Linked DNA regions of Macaca mulatta: region 2 is linked to region 1. The links are chromatin contacts, called in public Hi-C maps. All regions are on one chromosome and are shown on one strand. Each heading gives the region's core, a stretch centred on a gene start, on an enhancer-like site or on the middle of the called end of the contact. The rest is flanking DNA. Distances are from core to core; before and after follow the strand shown. Region 1 holds the start of NAXE (NAD(P)HX epimerase). Region 2 holds the start of MEF2D (myocyte enhancer factor 2D).

Region 1 (5,272 bases), core at 1,849-4,348:
CTCCCAGAAAGGAAACTGATCTCTGGGACGTCAGCTGCTGAGAGGAGCAGGCGGTAGTACCAACCCTTAGTTGAGGGAGTCAGCATAGTCCCCTCTGCAGCTTCTAACCCAGGATCATAAACTCAGGTGCCTAGAGAAGCCAGGCAGCTAAAGGATAAGGAATGCTGGGGGCTGTGGGAACAGGAATGCTGATACCCTTTGAAGGAGCATTCCTGCTAAAATTAAAAGAAGCTGAAAATGTAGACCTATGTGAAGTGCTCTGATTTTTAAATATTGTGAAGGTTAAGAAAAACACAAATTTAGGTCTGTGGGCTAGATTTAGCCCACAGTTGCCAGTTCCTAGCACTACCAAATAAATAACAAACATCATCTTGGGCTCCTAGCCTAGAGATAACTGGCTAGGACTGACTGGCTCTCTGTTCCCACCCTGGGAAGGTCCTGAATACAAATTAGAAGATACTTCTTGGAGGCCTTTGAGGAAATTCCTTCTGTTAACCTCCTTGTAGTCTTGCCACACTGATAAGTGAACGTAGCTCCTTGTCTGTGTCCCAAATGAGTAAGAATTGTGTAAAGGACAGCACAACTCACTTGGCATCTAACAGTCCATTTTCATTGTTTCCAAATACCATAGTGACCTCTTGCCCGTTGTGTTACCCCCAGAGAGATGGCACCCAATCCCCAGGGTTGCTCCCTGATTTCCACCATTCACTGACCTTTATTGCCAGAGGAGCTCCCAGGACTCCACAATTCTGGAAGAGAGGGGCTCTAAGTCTTTATTGGGAAGAATACCCACCCACCTTCCCTCACTGCAGACGATAGACACACGCGGTGTCAGGGTAGGGTGGCAGATTCAGCTGGTACTTCTTTTCCAGAGCAGGTGGCACAAAACGACCCCCCAGGTAATGGTAGCGACCAGTAAACTGGGTTGCAGATTTTTTGGGGGCTGTGAGGGAGATGAGCAAGTCTGGCTGGATCCCTCCAGAGTTTCCCTTTTCCACGTCCCATCCTGAAAAGAGGGTGGTATTCAGGAAGAGGCCAGATGTCTCATCCCCTTCTACACCTTATTTTACCCTAGTCCCAGAGAAGTGGGAAGTCCCCTCAGTTCCCACCTGAGGAACTCTCGTCCAACAAGCTCCACGTACCCTTGGGCCGTGGTCTCTTCATGGGGCCAACATGTAAAGGGGACTTCTGAACGCTGTTCCCCAGCCCTGATGGGGGTCCAGAAAGCTGTGTTCTGCCCCTCTAGACTAAAATTATTTTAGACTTGGTGTGGGCAAGAGTCAGGAGGGTAGGGCCCCAATCTCCGCCCACCCCTGCCCCATCTTCTGGGTCCCAGCACCTGAGGGAATGTCGATGCTAGCAATGGGCACAGTGAGTCCCTTCAGGACACTCAGGATGCTGTGGAACGGTTCCCGAACATCGCCCTTGAAGCTGAAGCCAAAGATGGCATCCACCACCAGCTCATACAGTTCATCAATCATCGTGGGCTGTGGTGGAGCAGGAAAAGGATGTCAGAGCCAGCAGCTGCACAAACAGCCTTAACGGGAGAGGGCTGTCCTCTGCACCTGCAGACCATTCACAGAGACACAAGTATTGTATCTCATTCAGAGGGCAGCCTGAGGCCTAGAGAAAGTGTGAGTTGGTCACTGATTCAGGCCAAACTGAGACCAGACAGTTTTTGTTCTCAGTGCCTGCCTGCCCGCCACTGGGGAGGCTACAGGGTGAGATAGCCTGAGACCGAGTCAGGAGAGCCAGATTATGGTTTCAGCTCTGCCATGATACAATTCAGTGACTTTAAGCAAACCACTTCTCTCCACCTCAGTATCTTCATCTGTAAAATGGGTTAAGGAAAAAAATTACCCAATTTCCCATCCCTTAATTCATGCATCTGCAGGAAGGGTTTCAGATAGGGCAGCCACTCTGGCCTCTGAGGGGCAATCATGTGTTTACTGCATGCTAGGGCAAGAGGATCTGACTACAGAGTGGAAGGAGGGACCAGGGAGATGAAAGGGCAGGGAAGCTTTAGAGAAGGTGGTGTGTGGGACTCATGGAGCACACTTTATGAAGGGGGAGAAGGCTCTTGCACACTTATTTGAATACCATCCTTTAGGCATCTTCTGTACCAGGCACTAAAATGAGCTCAGCCTGGAAACACGATGGAAGAGCAGAGCACAGGCAGTGGTTACTGGGAGATGAAGTATTCAACTGGAGCCACCTACCTCTGAGGGCATTTCCCCAAGGAAAGGGATGTCCATTTTCTGACACTGGGTCACCAATGCAGTGAAGAGGGGCTTGTTAGGCCTTTTGGGGTAATAGATGGTTGGCTCATAGCCCTAGGAAGAAAGTGGTAATTCAACCCCAGATCCCAGAGCCCTCACACCCTCCTCCCCCACAGCCCCTCCCCACATACTTACAAAGAGTTTGAGGTGTCGAGCACAGACCAGACCATCTCCTCCATTATTCCCCGGGCCACAGATGACCAGGACAGTAGGGGGGCTCCTGGACATGGACGTGGGGGGATATGCCTGAAGGCAGAGTCAAGGGTGGTTCAGCGGGGTTTCAGGCGGTAATAGATCAGATTGGCCCAGCTGTTTCTCCCACCCCTTTGTGCCTAGGCCAGAGGGCTGGGACAGTGACTCCTCCCTGGCTGCTCCCAAAGGTCGAGAGTTGTGCCACTGACCTTGGCGATGGCTGTGGCACAGCTCAGCCCGGCCAGCTCCATAAGTTGGTCCACGCTGAACTGATATTCGTTAAATAGCTCCTGGTCCACGGCCTGGGCCTCCTCCTGGCTGAGGAAAACCCGCGGCCTGAGTCCCGCCCCTCGTGTTCTCCATTGCGCAGGTGGCCCGGCCGTCCCAGGCCCCGCCCCGCGGCAGAGCAGGCCACCAGAGACCCGCGCCTACCTCAGGTACTTCACCGCCGTGCTCGCCATGACCTCTGAGTCCCAGCGGCCACCCGAGTTCAGCCGCTGCGGTCCCCACCAGGTGGGTCCCGAGCGGCAGGCGATGGTCTCGCTTTTGATCCGCAGCAGGCGCGAGCCCGCAACCAGAAGCCCGAGGCCCAGCAGCGTCCGCACCCCTGACATCCAGCTAGCAGAGCGCTCGCCCCCTGCCAGGCCCGGCTCGACCCGACCCCGGCGCATGCGCGACCCTCGCCCCGCCCCCGGAGAGGCCGGGCCAGCACGCGCGGGTTCCGGAAGCGGCTCGGGGCTGGAGTCTTGTGGTTCTAGCAGCCCTTGGGCGGGGGAGCCGTTCCCACCTGGGCCAGCTTCCCTTACACTTGGGATCCGAGCTCTCCTCAGGAGCGTTTACAAATCGCCACACATTTCCAGATACGCCGAAATGCCTTGCTCCCAACCGCCCTTTGATAATAAGTGCTGGCTTTGTAACTCTTTCAGAAAGGTATATGGTATAGCAGTTATCCTTTATTCCTGCCCCACTGCTTAGAGGCTGAGTGAATTGGGGGAGCTGCTGGTGTCAGTTTTTCGCCTACACAACAGGGAAACGAGTACATACTTCATAGGTGCTAATGCCTGCAAACCGGCGCAGAGGGAGTGCTATAGAAATTAAGCTACTGTTGTTATTTACACCAGCGAGCCTATGTAACTTAGGCCCCTTCTGCACTAAATTAGCTTCCCCTACCTCTATTTTACCAGGATATCGCGCTGTACTTCCCTAGTCATACTTACCCCCTTTACTGAGATAATAGCTACGGAAATAGAAAATTATCCTTAAATAGGTTCTGTAAGCTATGGTTTAAAATGTAATCGAAACCATAGGCTCTGTCAGGCCTCTGAGCCCAAGCCAAGCCGTGGCATCCCTGTGACTTGCACGTATATGCCCAGATGGCCTGAAGTAACTGAAGAATCACGAAAGAAGTGAAAATGCCCTGCCCCGCCTTAACTGATGACATTCCACCACAAAAGAAGTGAAAATGGCTGGTCCCTGCCTTAAATGATGACATTACCTTGTGAAAGTCCTTTTCCTGGCTCATCCTGGCTCAAAAAGCTCCCCCACTAAGCACCTGGTGACCCCCACTCCTGCCCGCCAGAGAACAGATCCCCTTTGACTGTAATTTTCCTTTATCTACCCAAATCCTATAAAACGGCCCCACCCTTATCTCCCTTGCTGACTGTCTTTTCGGACTCAGCCCGCCTGCACCCAGGTGATTAAAAAGCTTTATTGCTCACACAAAGCCTGTTTGGTGGTCTCCTCACACGGACGCGCATGACTGCTCCAGGTCAGGATGATGTTTCACTAGAAGTCTTGAGAGGAGGAGTAGAGTTTACCCAAGTGGTTTTGAGAACGCAAACACACTCTGTTGCATGGTTAGGGGAAAAGGTTGGAGAGTAACAAACCAGTTACCATCAAGGCACTAAGATAAAGATAATTATCCAGACTTCTAGGGACTCAATGTTTGTGTTCCTTCCCCCCTCACAAATTCATATGTTGAAGCCCTAACCCCCAGTGTGATGGTATTCTGAGACAGGGCCGTTGGGATTAGCATTAGTTGGGGTATAAGGGGTAGGCCCTAGTCTGGTAGAATTAGTGCCCTTATGAGACTTTCTTCCTCTCCCCGCCCCTCCTCTCTGTCACCATACTGGAACCCTAATCTGACTTCCAGTCCCCAGAACTCTGAGAAAATTAATTTGTTGCTTGAGCATCCAATCTATGATATTTTATTGTGACAGGCCAAGCTAAGACACAGGTAAAGGGAAGGTCTTTTTTGTTTTTTAGACAGGGTCTCGCTCTGTCACTCAGGCTGCAGTGCAGCTGCCTGATCATGGCTCACTGCAGCCTGGACCTCTGGGATCAAGTGATCCTCCAGCCTCAGCCTCTCCAGTAACTGGGACTACAGGCATGCGCCACCACACCCGACTAATTTTCATATTTTTTCAGAAACGAGGTCTTGGCAGGGCACAGTGGCTCATGCCTGTAATCCCAGCACTTTGGGAGGCCGAGGGTGGGTGGATCATTTGAGGTCAGGAGTTCAAGACCAGCCTGGACAACATGGTGAAACACCGCCTCTACTAAAAATACAAAAATTAGGGCCAGAGGCACTGGCTCACACCTGTAATCCCAACACTTTGGGAGGCCGAGGCGGGTGGATCACCTGAGGTCAGGAGTTCGAGACCAGCCTGGCCAACATGGTGAAACCCCATCTCTACTAAAAATACAAAAAAAATTAATGGGGCATGGTGGCAAGCATCTGTAATCCTAGCTACTCAGGAGGCTGAGGCAGGAGAATTGCTTGAATTCTGGGAAGAGGAGGT
Region 2 (5,272 bases), core at 872-3,371, 91 kb after region 1:
ACTGCCATAGCCTCAAGCCTGGCACAAGGCTCTGTTCTTCTCTGTCCTTGGGGGAAGAGGCAGATGGGCTCCCCCTGCCTACCCTGAAGTCTTTTGGGCAAACTAGCCCTGCCTGGCAGGAGTAACTCACATCTTCTGGTGTTGGGGGTCCAGCCTCCCAGACCCAATGAGGAACTGAGAAGCTATATTTGGGGACACGGTGGGACACTGTTTCCTGAAACGGGGGTCAGGTAGAAGGGTTGGAAACTGAGGCCAAGGAAATAGGAGCTTGCTGGCTTCCTGTCTTAGGACACACAAGATAAGTCTCCAACCTATTTGCAGAGCAAGTCCACTGAACTCACCTCCTTTGAGGCTTGCATGGGCCAATGGAGGCCTAGAGGGTTCTTTGCAGACCAGCCCTTGGCCCAACGGTCTGGTTTGGGTTATTATACAGTATAAGACACTGTACTAAGCAATCTGCTTAGAAGAACTAATTTAATCTTCACACTAAATTTCTGAGTTAGCTACTATTACCATCATCTCTTGTCTACCCATGAGGACCATGAGGTAGGGGGAAGTTAAATAATGTGCCTGTGTTCACAGTTAATGAATGATGGAGTGAGGATCTGAACCACAGCAGCCTGACTGCAAAGTGGACATTTCTAACCACCATGACATGTTGCCTCTCTCTATATATTGGAGTCTTTGTCCGGTAAATCAGATCCAGCCAGATAGAAATCAGGGTGTGTGTCTGGGCGCGGTGGCTCACGCCTGTAATCCTAGCACTTTGGGAGGCCGAGGCAGGCGGATTGCCTGAGCTCAGGAGTTCGAGACTAGCCTGGGCAACACGGTGAAATTCCATCTCCACTAAAATACAAAAAATTAGCCGGGAGTGGCGGCATGCGCCTGTCGTCCCAGCTACTCGGGAGGCGGGAGGCGGGAGGCGAGGCAGGAGAATCGCTTGAACCTGGGTGGCGGAAGTTGCAGTGAGCCAAGATCGCGCCACTGCACTCCAGCCTGGGCGACAGAACAAGACTCCGTCTCAAAAAAAAAAAAAAAAAAAAATTCGGGGTGTGTGAAGAACTGAGTGCTCTTCTGTTCTGCAAGGTTCTTTGAGATCTAAGCCAGATGCCATCATTTCCTTACGCTCCTGGGACAAAGCAGCAGGACTTGGAAGTAACAGGGATACTGAAGAGGACGGGTCAGTTGTCCAGTAGGCATGGCACCCACACTCCTGTTGTAGGGCACGTAAAGATTCACCACACCCTGGAGCAACCAGGAATTTGAAAATAAAAAAAAATTAAAGAGCTACTACTGCTTCTTTAATAAAATATCTCTGGGTGTTTACTGTGCGGCGGGAGGTGGGGAGGAATTAGGGTCCCGCCCCTTTAAATTGCCCCCTCGGCAGTGAGTGCTGTGGGGCCCAGCAAGCACTGGAGATTAGGTCACCCAAGAACTATGAGCTGTCGCTTTAAATTGCTGGGCGTCTGCCGAGCCGGGACCTGGGACAGGAGGGGGCCTGTCACAGGTAGAGGGAGCAACTGAGCTCCCTAGGTAACCCCCCACCCCCAAGAATGTCGCCCTTAAGTGGGGCTTTGTCACACACCAAGTGGGGGAGATGGGAGCTTTTCACCACTTCCAGTCTCCCCTTAATTTATCTACTTAGACTCCCACCTCCCAACTCTCCTGGGGCCCGGGGCCGGGAGGAGGTCCCGAGGTGGCGCGTGTTGAGAGTGTGCGTGCAGCTCGCACGGCCTCCCCGGAAAGGACCTCCTAGAGCACGCGGTAGCAGCAGCGCCAAGCGAGCGGGCGGGCGGCCGGCGTGCTCCGAGGGGCACCGTGGGAGCGGACCGATCCCTTTAAAGGCCTCTGGGTCTCGCCTTCCTACTTTGCCTCGCTTGGTCCCTTCCTCCCTCCCTCCCGGCAAGCGGAGGGATCCGCCGCTCCCGGCGCCACAGCCTAGCTTGAGAGGGCGGTAGGGCGGGGGCCGACCCGACTCGGCCCGGCCCGGCCAACCCTGGGGAAGCGAGGGGCGGGGCCGCGTCCTCGGGACCGCCCCAGCCCCGGCTCCGCCCCGCAACCCCCACACTTGCCTCCCATTGGCCCCCACACCTGTCCGTCACCCCGTTCTCCCCACCCCTCAAGCTAGGCTGAGCTGTGCCTACGTCGGCCTCGACTCCCGGGGGCTGGAGGAGTTACCTTTGGAGCCCGAAAGGAGGAAGGAAGCAAAATATCAACAACAGCCGAGGCAGCTCGGGCGCTCGGCCCCGGTTCCCCGCTTGCCCGCCGCCCGCCTGCCGGCCCCCGCGCCCACGACGGGGGCCCAGGCCCCACGGCGCCGCCCAGGGCCCGCGCGGACGCCGGCCTCATTTATTATTCCCCCCGCCCGGAGCTGCGGCTTCCTGGTGTTGAAGATCCCCTGGACCAGGGGCGAGGGCTACCCGCTCTTTGCCGTGACAACACCGTTCCCCCAGCCGGGCTGGTGAGTAAAGAAAAATAATGCGCCTGCCACTTTAAGAGGCCCCCTCCCCCACCCGGTCCAGGGGTTGGGGTGGAGGGTGGTCTAGACCGTCCCCCTGAGGGGTGGGATGGGGCAGCCCCCGGGCCGGGAGGAACTCGCGAAGCGGGCCGTGTTTTCGTGTGGCGTTGGCGGGGATTACCTAGGGGACTGTTTGTGTCAGGGAGTCTGCCGTGGGGGACAAGTGGAGTGGGCTGCAATTCCCTTGGGTGTTGGGAGTACGGGGTGGGGACGGGCGGATTGGGGGTGCGCCCGCTTGTTCGCGTAGGGGGTTTACGACGGCCTCCGAGCGGTCTGGGACGGGGCGCCATCCTCCAAGGGGGTCTCCGGTGACAGCCGGGAGCGACTGACATTTTAACAGCCGGCCCTCCCTCCCTCTCCCTCCTCTCGCCGCCTGTTCCCTCCTCCTTGGCCCGAAATGGTGCAGAAGGGGGCCTGGGAGGGCGGCGGGAGGGTGGAGGCGGGGGGAGCCGCAGCTGTTTGGGAAGCGGGGGAGGGAGGGGGGATGTTGTTCAGATGACACCGGGGTGGTGGGTTGGGGTGTGTGAGTGTGTGTGTCTCCGGGGCCCGTGTTTGCCGGGTGCCTGTGGAGTTGGGACGCGGAGTCGCCACGAGGTGGGCACGCAGGACCCTTCCTTGGGACCTCCTAGCCCCGCTTCCGAGACCCCTGATGTGGTTTGTCAGCAACCCCAGCTGGAGAACTCCCTGGCCAGAAGTTTGCAGCTGTTCAACATCTGGGCAAGAGTTCTCTAGTCCCTCTCTCCACCTATGGCAGGCGGAGCTGGGCTGCGAGTGGGGGTTTAGGGAGTTTGGGGGGGCTTTTGGGAGGGTGGGCCAACGAGACCAAAATGCATTTAGTCCCCTACTCCAATGCCAGCCTCCCTCCTACCAGGTTTGGGTCTTAGGGGGATAGGGGAAAGGGGCCCCCTCCCCCTAGTGAATCACGCTGCCCTCTCAGCAGCTTTCTGAGGGCTCCCCCTGAAAGGAAGGCACTCTAGGAGCCACCGACTGGGTTATCCCAGGTTTGCCCCTCTGAGTGGGAGCCTCCCTCTGCCTCCCCTTACTTGGTGCACTATTGATGGGTTGGGGGAGGGTGTCGCGGGCTTGGGGAGATCCTGTGTCCCTCTTTGCTGTGCCCAACCCCCATTCGAGTTTTCCTCGGAGTCCTGGTTTCTTTGCTTTGGGGTGGGGGTGGCCCTTATCCACTCCTCCTCCTATCCCTGCAGTGGGTCTCCGCAGCAATTCAGGGTCCAGCCTAGACTATGGGAAGTTTGCCGTCTGGGGCGGTGACCTTGGGCTGCTCTGGCCTGGAGATAGGAGGGAGAGTGCAGGTCAGCCTGAGATTGGGTGTTTTGGCGTTTGGGAGCTGTCCACCTCCCACTCCTCTCCCAACCCCAACAGGAAGGTCTCAGTAGCTGAGGAGAGCACTGAAAAGGCACATGTCAGTGTTCACAGATGTCCACCGCTTGTGGCCACGGGGTCACACCCGCCCCAGGACTTAGTCTGGCTCTCCCAGCTCCCACGGCCCTGCCTGGGAATGAATTTCCTTCCTGTGGTTTCCCAGTGTGTTGGGCAGGAGATGGGGGTGGGGTAGGACTATTGTGGGAGTGGCTGAGGACCTATTTATACGGGGTGATTGGGGGACACTGGAGCTTATATGGAACTTCTTCCCCACTTGCCCCAGCATAGGCATTTGGGCCCTTGGGTCTCAGTGGTTATATTCTCTTTGTTGTAACTCCCCTGCCCCCGCCAACACACCCTGTATGTTTGCATATGTGTGTATATGTATGTGTGCGCAGTACATTTGTAAAGGGAGGGGTCTCTAGTCTCTCTGGAGGGAAGGGGAAAGGGAGGAGCTTTTACTCACTCCTGTAGGGACCAAAAAGGTTGAGTTTTTCACATGAGATCACACAACAAATCTGTGTAAGAGCTTTCGTCTTTCCACTCGTTTAGGCACAACTTCATAGTAGGGAGGGATTCTAGGAAGGGAGACATACAGTCCGTGTTCATGGAAGCCCCAGTCCAAGGGGAGAAGCAGGACCCAGAGAGCGTCATGATCCTTATGTTGGGGGATGGGTGTGGGGAATTGGCTAGAGCTTCTGTCTGCTGTACTCAATGCCTGAGAGAGTGGTGGAGGACTTGGAGGGGTGGCAGGTGCTGTCCGTGTCCACTCCACTCTGCACTTGGTGCCCCTGGGCTGGAGGGCCTGGGCATCCTGGCTCTGCCCCCTTGGCTCCTGGTTCTCCTCATAGGCTGGGAGATATGATAGTCTTTCTGGCTGCTGTTATATAATCTCTCTGTAGCAGGGTTTTTTTTTTTTTTTTTTTCAATCTTTCCTGGGAGATGTGATGGGGAAGAGAAGGCAGAGGGAGACTCTTCAGGTTGGGGGGCGCTAAAGGAGCAGTAGTAAGGAAGGTTGTGGTGGGAGGTACCTTGGCCCCTGAGGAGGCCTTGGGGATAGGCCCTCATTGATTGTGGCCCAGCCCGTCCGACCCTTCTCCTCTACTGTGCCCTCAAAGGGTCCCTCTGCTGTGGTCGTCCCTTGCTCTTATACCCCCAGAGAGGCCTGGACCTCTGCCCATTTTGTCAACCTTCTCTTCCTGGCCAGCTGGGCCCCCTGCTCTCCCTGATTGGCACTGGATCCAGAATCTCAGTGCTTTTGCTGGCCTGGTGTGGGCCCTTGGTTGCACACTTTGCCACACACCTGAGTACCTCTGTGGGGACAAGGGAAGTCCAGGATCTGATGGGTGGGCCCAACATTTCCCTAGTTGTATT

The links. Hi-C and Micro-C count contacts between places; a contact is called where the count stands out from the background.
Region 2: a Hi-C map of liver shows a contact between it and region 1, with 1.8 times the contacts expected there. The contact joins the promoter of MEF2D here to the promoter of NAXE in region 1. A contact is called at or near these places in 2 of 14 Hi-C or Micro-C datasets (CD4 T cells and liver).

Annotation. Positions count from the first base shown.
Region 1 is chr1:110,331,480-110,336,751 of T2T-MMU8v2.0, forward strand. It overlaps NAXE (NAD(P)HX epimerase), which reads right to left and starts at 3,099. Exons shown (of 6, transcript XM_001116635.4): 1 at 2,904-3,099; 2 at 2,681-2,789; 3 at 2,415-2,525; 4 at 2,220-2,333; 5 at 1,340-1,487; 6 at 589-1,006. The coding sequence starts at 3,085. The coding sequence ends at 804. It overlaps GPATCH4 (G-patch domain containing 4), which reads left to right. Exons shown (of 6, transcript XM_077944228.1): 6 at 1-242.
Region 2 is chr1:110,423,277-110,428,548 of T2T-MMU8v2.0, forward strand. MEF2D (myocyte enhancer factor 2D) reads left to right here and starts at 2,122. Exons shown (of 10, transcript XM_077943888.1): 1 at 2,122-2,461.